Linked DNA regions of Gossypium arboreum: region 1 is linked to region 2. A link is a contact called in public Hi-C data. All regions are on one chromosome and are shown on one strand. The core of a region is the stretch at or near the end of the contact, and the rest is flanking DNA. Distances in the headings are between cores, read along the strand shown.

The links. A called contact is a pair of places that touch in the nucleus more often than the background predicts.
Region 1: a Hi-C map of leaf shows a contact between it and region 2, with 1.8 times the contacts expected there. The contact joins the promoter of LOC108465610 here to the promoter of LOC108464548 in region 2. A contact is called at or near these places in 2 of 5 Hi-C or Micro-C datasets (both in leaf).

What each region holds. Positions count from the first base shown.
Region 1 is chr2:96,461,755-96,466,155 of ASM2569848v2, forward strand. It overlaps LOC108465610 (axial regulator YABBY 4), which reads left to right and starts at 2,404. Exons shown (of 6, transcript XM_053025058.1): 1 at 2,404-2,582; 2 at 2,682-2,819; 3 at 2,991-3,123; 4 at 3,220-3,268; 5 at 3,371-3,643; 6 at 4,210-4,401. The coding sequence starts at 2,502. The coding sequence ends at 3,536. It overlaps LOC108465611, which reads right to left. Exons shown (of 5, transcript XM_053025057.1): 5 at 2,918-3,438.
Region 2 is chr2:96,215,057-96,219,770 of ASM2569848v2, forward strand. LOC108464548 (F-box/kelch-repeat protein At1g23390-like) reads right to left here and starts at 2,981. Exons shown (of 1, transcript XM_017764906.2): 1 at 1,609-2,981. The coding sequence starts at 2,967. The coding sequence ends at 1,741.

The DNA of each region.
Region 1 (4,401 bases), core at 1,154-3,653, 250 kb after region 2:
ATTATGTGGTTTTCCTATGAATTTTTCCAAAAGTATTTAATTAGTACTCCAAGTTTTTTTATTTACTTGGTATTTAAATTTGTATTCCATCACTCAGGTTGGTATCTCCGCACTAACAAATGCTAACGTTACACCGATGGCCAATCCTACTAGTAACATGTGGCGGCCTCTTAGTATGACATGTGATAGATATAAATTAAAAAATTGTAAATCTTTTAGAAAATATAAATTACTTTTAAAAAAAATATAATTTTTTGGACAAGTACAAGTATCAACTAGGTATTTTTTAAACAAATTCATGGAGCAAACTACATATTAATCCTTAAAAAAGTAATACTATTGACAAATTGGAACAATGTGTGTAACGGAATATAAATTAGGATGCCAACTAAAAAAATAAATAAATACCACTTAAATATTTTTAGGCAAGTTTAAAAACCGAAAATAAAATAGGATTATGATTGTATGGTGAAGAAAGCTGTAACTAATCTGAAAACATCAAGAATTGCATCATGAATTAGGAAGGATGTCGACTAAGGTTTACATAAAAGTTTATATATGATGTTAGTTTTGGCAGACATTGCACTATGCGGTATTGCGTATGTTTAAGTGATAGGGTTAACTGTTTTATTAATTTAAAAATGGAAGATGAAATGGGTGTGGGTGCACGTATGGATCCATCAATTAAAGTTGGTTTATCCCAAAATGGTTAAAAATTGAAAGCATATGAAAATTATATTAAAGTTATAGGAAGCATTGAGAGTCTTGATGATTTGAAGATGCTGTATTGACATTTCCATATATGAAGTATGGATGGTGGGGACATCACAGGGAGCACATGGGTGAGACAGTCAACAAGAGAGTGAAAGCAAGGTGAAATGGAAAATGGGGAAATAAATGTGAGCATTAAGGATGATGGTAGTGCATGCAAAGCAAATAACAAGAACAAAGACAGCAGTGGAAAGTAGGGAAGTGAGGGCATTGCTCATAATCTCAATCAAACTTACCTTGTTTGAGGAAAGACAAAACCTGAGATGCCCATTTTCCTTCTCCATACACTCTTCTAGAAACTTCCCCTCCTCTTTTAAATGGTAAAAAAAAAAAAAAAAAGCCTCTTGCCCTGAACTAGAGAGTAAATGTTACAGAAAACAACACATGAAAACCATTAGTCACTATGTCCCTTTTTCATCCTTTTAATGGAATTGGCTAACATCAAATGCCACACACCAAGGTTGAAGCTTGCGATTGTTTTTAGCAATTTAATTAAAACTCTGTGTGAATCACAACGTTGACAAGCTTGGGAGGACTACTTTTGTCAGAACATGAAATGGTATTTCTTTCTTTTCTTTTTCTATTATTTTCTAGGAGAGATGATAACTGGGGGAAATGCTAGTCTCTTATTTTTCTTTTTATAAATATTCAAATATTTAACTTACAGTTGCATCATTGTAATTGTAAAGCACATGAGTGATTATATACTGAATTTTGGAGTAGAATTTTTTAAAAAAAAAAGTAGATATGAAATAGATATGAAGTGATTATGATAATTGCTTATATTGTCTCAACTCACTCATTATTTTATTATTATATTTATCATTTTTGAAATATTATGTTTAAATATTTATTTGACACTAAAAATGATAATATTAAAGATAAATAGTAAAAATTAAATTGACACGTAATCTGAGTGGGGTAAGACGAATATGGATAAAGTGATAGTGATTTTAAAATTATACATCTAATGTGGAGCGAAGTGGATAGTGGAGCAGAGCATATTAACTATAAAGTGATGGTGGATTTATACTAATATTTGTCATCTCTCGTTCCATTGTCATCCTAAAATTTATCTATGAATTTTATAATTTATTATTATTTTATACACTCAAAATTTGTTTTTCACAAATGAGTTGTTATGCTGTCCCATGTCCTTTGATTATATTAAAATTAAAATTTAAGTACATATGACAGATTATAATTTTGAGGATATTTTTGTTTTTCTATATTTTTATATTTAAAAAAGAAAAATATAAACTCATATAATAAAATTTCAACTCGTCACTTATTTTTATTTTATTATTACAATTAAATTTTAATTTTACATCAATTTTTATAAATATATTTATTATATAAAATTTTTCCATCATAAGTTAGTACAATTTATTATCGTGAATTTAAGCATTAACCACATATTTTAATCTGCCGCAACAACAAAGATCTGCCATATTTGAATATCATTTATTGTTCCACGAATGTATGTACTTTGTTTAAATTTGTTTAGCAACAATAATGAAAGCACAATGCTTAAGGAATTAAGTGGTATAAGATATAACTAAAGAAAGGTAATATCCTTGTAATTAGAGTCTCTGTACAATTTATAAATCCCACCTCCCATGTATATCAAAAGCCCACCACATCATCCTCATTGTCTCTCTCTCTCTCCCCCTCACTTCCTCACACACAAACTCTCAGAAACAGACAAACTAACATCAACAAAGAAGAAAATGTCGACACTGAATCATCTCTTTGATCTCCCTGAGCAGATTTGTTATGTACAATGTGGTTTCTGCACTACCATTTTACTGGTAAAAGAAAAAAAGAATGTTTTTCCCACACTATATATGCATGCGTTAAAGTCTTTTCTCTCTCCAGCTTCTGATAATTTGGCTTTTGAAATATTGCAGGTAAGTGTCCCATGTAACAGCTTGTCCATGGTGGTGACAGTGAGATGTGGGCACTGCACAAGCCTTCTCTCAGTTAATATGATGAAAGCTTCGTTTGTCCCACTGCACCTTCTAGCTTCCTTTGCTCATGATGATGAGGTATAAGTATATGTTAATCAACAGCTTGTATGTCGATAATATATGGTCACTACTAGGTTATATTAGCATGTCACCAATTTGATTAATCGATGTCTATCTTTCTTAACTATAGATGATTATCAGTTTCATTAACATCATATTATATACCATATGTGAGCTTCTGTCAATCAGCCAAAAGAAGAAGCAGTTTCAGAAGAAGTGGGTGGCCATAGGAAGACCTCAGACAGGCGCAGCCCATCGTTGATGAGCTCTTCCGATAATGGAGAAGAAGATATAGTCCGTGTGAATCCCACAGTCAACAAGCGTGCGTCCTTTCTTTCCATTTTAAAACTTGGATGTAACACAAGGGAGAACTGTTTCATCGTTCCAATTCTAATACTAGTTTAGTCCAATTTTACAGCGCCAGAGAAGAGGCAAAGAGCTCCATCAGCTTATAATCGCTTCATCAAGTAATAAGACCCCCCCATCTACGTTTATAGAAAAACCAAAAAAAAAAAGTTTTTCTTTGACTTAGTACATTTATCATATATAGATTCATTCATTCTTGGTGGCAGAGAAGAGATCAGGAGACTGAAAACTCAAAATCCCAACATTCCGCACAAAGAAGCCTTCAGCACTGCTGCAAAAAATGTATGTTTCAGACACCCAAAAGAATCAACAAGACAAACCCATGCTTTCCAGCATATGTTTTGTAATATATATATATATATGTCTTAATATTTCAGTGGGCCCACTTTCCTCCCATTCACAAGCACAACAAAGGAGAAGGAGTGAGTTGTGAGCGGGACGAGGGAGAGGCGTCATGGAACGTAGAGGCTACTGAGGTTAGCTTTTCTCTCATCCTAAAAATTTTATAATTTTAATCCTTTTACAAGTACATCTAGCTAGCTTTAACTATTTAGAGCTGTAAAAAAAAGTACTGTACTTGCGAGTCATGTAGCAATTCCTCATGTTATTGAACTTTATGTGATCGTTTATGGAGTTTGCATCAATCATTGACATAATTAGTTAGCTGTACTCTTTAAGCCATCACATGGTACTATAGGGATAATACATCATTAATTAATGACAGAAAATTTGTGACATTGCATGCATGCTTATTCTTCTTCATGCCTTATGATTCTTATACATACTAAGAAAGAAGTTTATGGTAAATAAGCTTACAGGCAACAGTAATTCAATAATTATAAAGGGTCATTACTCAAACTGAGGATAGCTATAGGGTAGTCCTTTTCTTGCAGTTCAATTATTACATGTAGAAAAGAAATTAATAAGTTAGCTATTTAAGGACACTTGAACATACTGTTAAGACTTCTTTAGCTTCATAATGTTTGGGGTAATATATGCGACAGAAAAGGGTTGCATGACTTTCTGTTGTGACAAATTTCAGGTTCACATACAAGGCAATGATTTCCGTGAAAGAAAAGCCGCAAGGAATTCCATATGGACCAAGTCACCATTTGAGTGAAGTGATGAACAATTAATTCTATCCCTAATTAATTTTATTAGTATAAAATTTCTTCCACAAACTATTAACTCCTTTAGGGCTACTGATACATGAATATATGTACTATATAAAGGT
Region 2 (4,714 bases), core at 1,731-4,230:
CTTTCCTAAATTCTTGTACATGAAAACTGAATCATTTTCCACAAAAAGACAAGTCAATAAAAAATTTCTCTCAGTTGGTTGATTATTCATGAAGTTAACATCTTACATAAAAGATAAAAACCCCGAAAAATGTAATATTAAAAGACCGGGAAAAATAAGTTGAAGAGTAAAATTATGCGAACAGAGAGAAGTCTAAAATTAATCTTGTTCCTATATAAATTTTGCAACGATGATCGTGAAAATTTTGATGAAAAAGAAAGGTTTTGTAGCATACTTGGGATTTGGGAATTATATTTTTACCTAAGTTTAATTTAATTGAATGAAGAAAGATTATTTTATATTTTTTTCTGCTATTAATGTTTCAAAGTTTTAAAGAGTTTAGAGGATAATTGAATGAAAATGTAATTATTAGTTTTGTAACTAAAAAAAAAGTGTAATTCTCTTAACGTGTTTGGCTGACAAAATATAATTATTAGTGTAGTAATTATATTTTTTTGCAATTATAAAGAACTGTAATTCTCTAGACGTGTTTGGCTAACAAAGTGTAATTACATCGTTTTTCCCTATGTAATGTTTGGTAATAGAAATTGTAGTTACATTAGTTATATAATTATGTTTAAAAAATATTTGTATGATAAAAATAATTTCTAAACAAGTAACAAAAATTTAAACTAAATCATCATATGTATTATATTAGTCTAAAAAGAAATTAATAATATGATTACTAATAAAATTAATAAGAAAAATAAACATCATATCTAATTTTATCTAATTGCTCTAGTGCATATTTGTTGGGTTATTTCTCTTTAATATTTAACACATGCTTATTATCATCATCTGTTGGTCCTTAACCGAGTTCATTATTATTTAAATTTGAATATGCATCATTAATATTATCAAGATTTCTTTTTTCCATGTACTTTTCAAAGTACGGATCATATCAATTTCACCTATGGTTGAAGTTATAAAATATACAACATGCTAGTACGATCTAAAATTATTTTTTATGCTATACTAAGATGATGTTAATGCAAAAAAAATAGATTTTTTTAGAATAACAATTGTCTTCTCAATCATATTTCAAAGCCTTGATTGACTCAAATTAAAGAGTCTGCAAGTTGTCTATTGTGTTTATATCTGACATCATTCTCTCAAATGGTATCATATCTGAAATATAGTGTAAGAAAACCTGTTGCATTTATATAATTAGCGTAAACCTTATACTATTTGGATTTGCAGTCCAAATTATTTGTAGATTTAATTATAAAACTTAAATAAACTTAATTTGAAAAAAATGCTATGTTATATTATTTTTATAATACATAAAAGTCAAAAATAATGTAAAATTTATAATATTTGTACAATAATTTTTCTAATACTTTTTTTAAATAATATAATTTTAGAAGTTATTTTCTTTAAATAAGTTACTATAACAATTTTAATTATATAAGTTGATTTTATATATTATAAGATATAAATTACTTTTATAATAAACATTTTGGTATAAGATTTAGAATTCAAATAATATTACAACTTATATCAAAATTTCAGACCATGACAAAAAGTAAAAGGAAAGAAAGGGGACAAGAGTCAAAATAGAATAGGGCGTTTTCATCCAGGTTTAATATGGATTATGTACTGTCCAAATACGGGTAAAAAATACACATCAAATTAAGCACACACTGACACGCATCAAATAACGCCGTGAACAAGGATAAAATATTAAGCAAATCCCACTACTTAACTTTTAAGGAGAGTGAATATTTCATTACCCGACCCCACCAATTTAGCTATTTCACCCAACCCCACGTCTGAGCACGTAAGCACCACCCTTTCTGCCACTCTGCTCCGATCACCCACCGCCGCATTCTTCAAACTTCCCCACCGACACCACCCTTCTTCCCCAACTTCCAACGCTACCAATTCCCCAGGCTCCCATGGATTATATATATAGAAAAAACCACCCATACAACTTACTCTTACCGAATTCAAGCTTGTTCCCTCTCCTTTCAGCTTCTCCACCAACTCCGTCGGCATCACCCCGATTTCTTTTCCAAACTCCAATGACTCCCCGTTTAGTTCCCACACTTTTACATAGTTTACATCCTCGGCATCTCCAAGCAGACCCAGCATAATCAAGTTGCCCCCAACACAAGTTATCACCGAAAAGTAAATGCTCCGATCCGGACGGAGATCGAAGGGTCCGTACCAGGTCTTCGAATCGGGATTAAAACTGTGGGTGACTCCGGTTGACTGCTCCATCATGAAAACCACTCTAGTATTAGCAGCAATGGAAAGCCACGTTGAGGAAGCTGAGTCTTTAAGCGTGGCAGGCATGGACTCGGTCCTTTCCCACGTACGAGTGCTGATGTCGTAGATTTCGACCGCCAAAGGGTCGTCCTCGAAGTTGCAAGCTCCGCCGGCGACGACGATACGGGGACCAACCATAGCGACGATGGGATCGAGTCGCCAGACTGCGGGTGGGTTCACGTGGTGCCACGTCAGATAGAAAGGGTCAATGGAGAAGGAGAAGTTGGAAGGGTGAAGGACGTGGAGGAGGGTGGAATTGGAAGAACGTAGGGGTGAAACGTGTTGAGGGGGCTGCTTTTGGTTGATTCGGAGCCAGATGTCGGAGCGGGGATCGTAAGCGAAGAAAGCGGTGGCGTGTGGGCGGCGGATGCTCTGAGTGTGGACCAGGAGCCATGGTTTGGGCTTGTTGAAGCGACTAAGGGAGGAGGAAACGGCGGCGTTCCAGGTCTTGGAGACGAAGCAGGCTGGGAGAAGATTGATGAGAGGCACGTAAGACAAAATTGTTTCTAAGACATCTCCATGGATGGCGACTTCCTCTTCCTTCTTCTGCTCTTCAGCCATCTTCAAATTATTGCAGTTTTGGGCTGTAACATAATTAATGCGGGTAGAAACAATAGAGTGGTACACCCTTTCCATTTCTAAACATGATAATAACATTTTGCATAAATTAAATGAAAATATAATAATTTAAAAAGTTAAAATGGTTTATCGTTGCATGTCAATGTCAATTAATAAGGTAACCACATGATCAAAATTTTTAAAAAATAAATTTATTGAAATCATCATCCAGTTTATCTTATAATTTCATTAAAAAATTATAATAAATGTTACGAGTTAATAAAATATTAATTATGTAAGAAATATTACAAAAATATCTTTTAAATAAATAATAGTGTAAAATATTGATTGATGGTGATATTAACTTAATTATGAAATTATTAAAATACCTTTACTTTGAAGGGTAATTAATATTATTATAAGGGTGTTTTCATCTTTTCATACTTTAATATAACCTTCAAATAAAACAATTGAAAATTCAATTGAGAATTGAACACAAGACTAACAAATTCATATAAAAATTCTTTGTCACTCCATTAATAATCATTTGTCATTATATTTATATTAATATAAAATATTTTCGTTGGGTGTGATAAAATTTGGTATTGGTATTGGTATTGGTAATATTAGTAATATAAAATTTAGTAATATGTCACAAGTCAACTCAAATCTAACTCATAATTGATGATCACACTATGAAAAATAATTGTAGTGCATTTAGTATTGTTAATATAATATGTTTATGTGTTTAAATTTTGTTTTAATCTCAATTTAATCTAATTTTATTTTAAAATCATACATATTTCATATGTTATTATAATTAATTAGATTCAAACCATACGTTTCATTATTTATTGTATGTTACTTTTGAACACACATCTATATTCTAAATTTTTGGGTTCCAATACACATGCAGCATAAAATTTTCAGTCTTAATAAAATCGGAGGTGGTTAATTTTTATAATAGAAAAACTTTTCTTAATATAAATGCTTACCAATTAATAACAAAACTATAAATGATTGTATTTAGAAAAATAAAAGCAAACAAAAACAAAAATGATGAGTATTTGATATATATATATATTTTAAATTATTATATATATATTTAATATTTTATTATACTTATATAAAACACTTATCAATTATTTACTCTACTTAAAAAGTTTAAAAACATGTACTAAATAAAAAAGAAGAATAAGAAGCATGATTTGTGGTGACGGGGCGCTGCCCTTGAGTATATGGACCGCAAAATCCTAAAGCTAGCATTACCCATTGCTGTTTTGCTCTCAATTTTTTATCTTATTGAAAATGATAGAATGAAAAGAGTCATTTTCATGTTAACATTCAATGCCAAGTTTTCTCTAACAAAACTCAATCCATCCCGCCACTAAATGATTCCTGGTGATGGTTGTTAGCGAGTACACTAAAGTAATGATAGTTGAAACTTGAAATTGCAATATTGATATGTGTCCTCATCCAAATTTTGTATTTGCTTCGTTTCTACACTATATAAACTCACAACTAATAGCTCCAATAAGCCTCAATACAATATGATTTAGCAAAGTAGCTAATATACATAATTTATATTATCAAGTAAGCAAATCAAAATTTGTTTGCAATTCATTACGTTGTCAATACATTGTTTCATAAAAAAGGAACTCAGCATATTATTTAAGTCAACTATTTTATAATCAATACAACCAAAGAATTGGTTAATTTGAAGCAACAACATGAAATAAAATTCGGATTGTGTCGGGTAACCTCAAGGTCAAGTAGGAGTTGAAGGACGGGAGTAGAACTTCGGTTCAAGGTTGAGGTGGGCAAAAATGCGCCCTGCCCCGCCTCA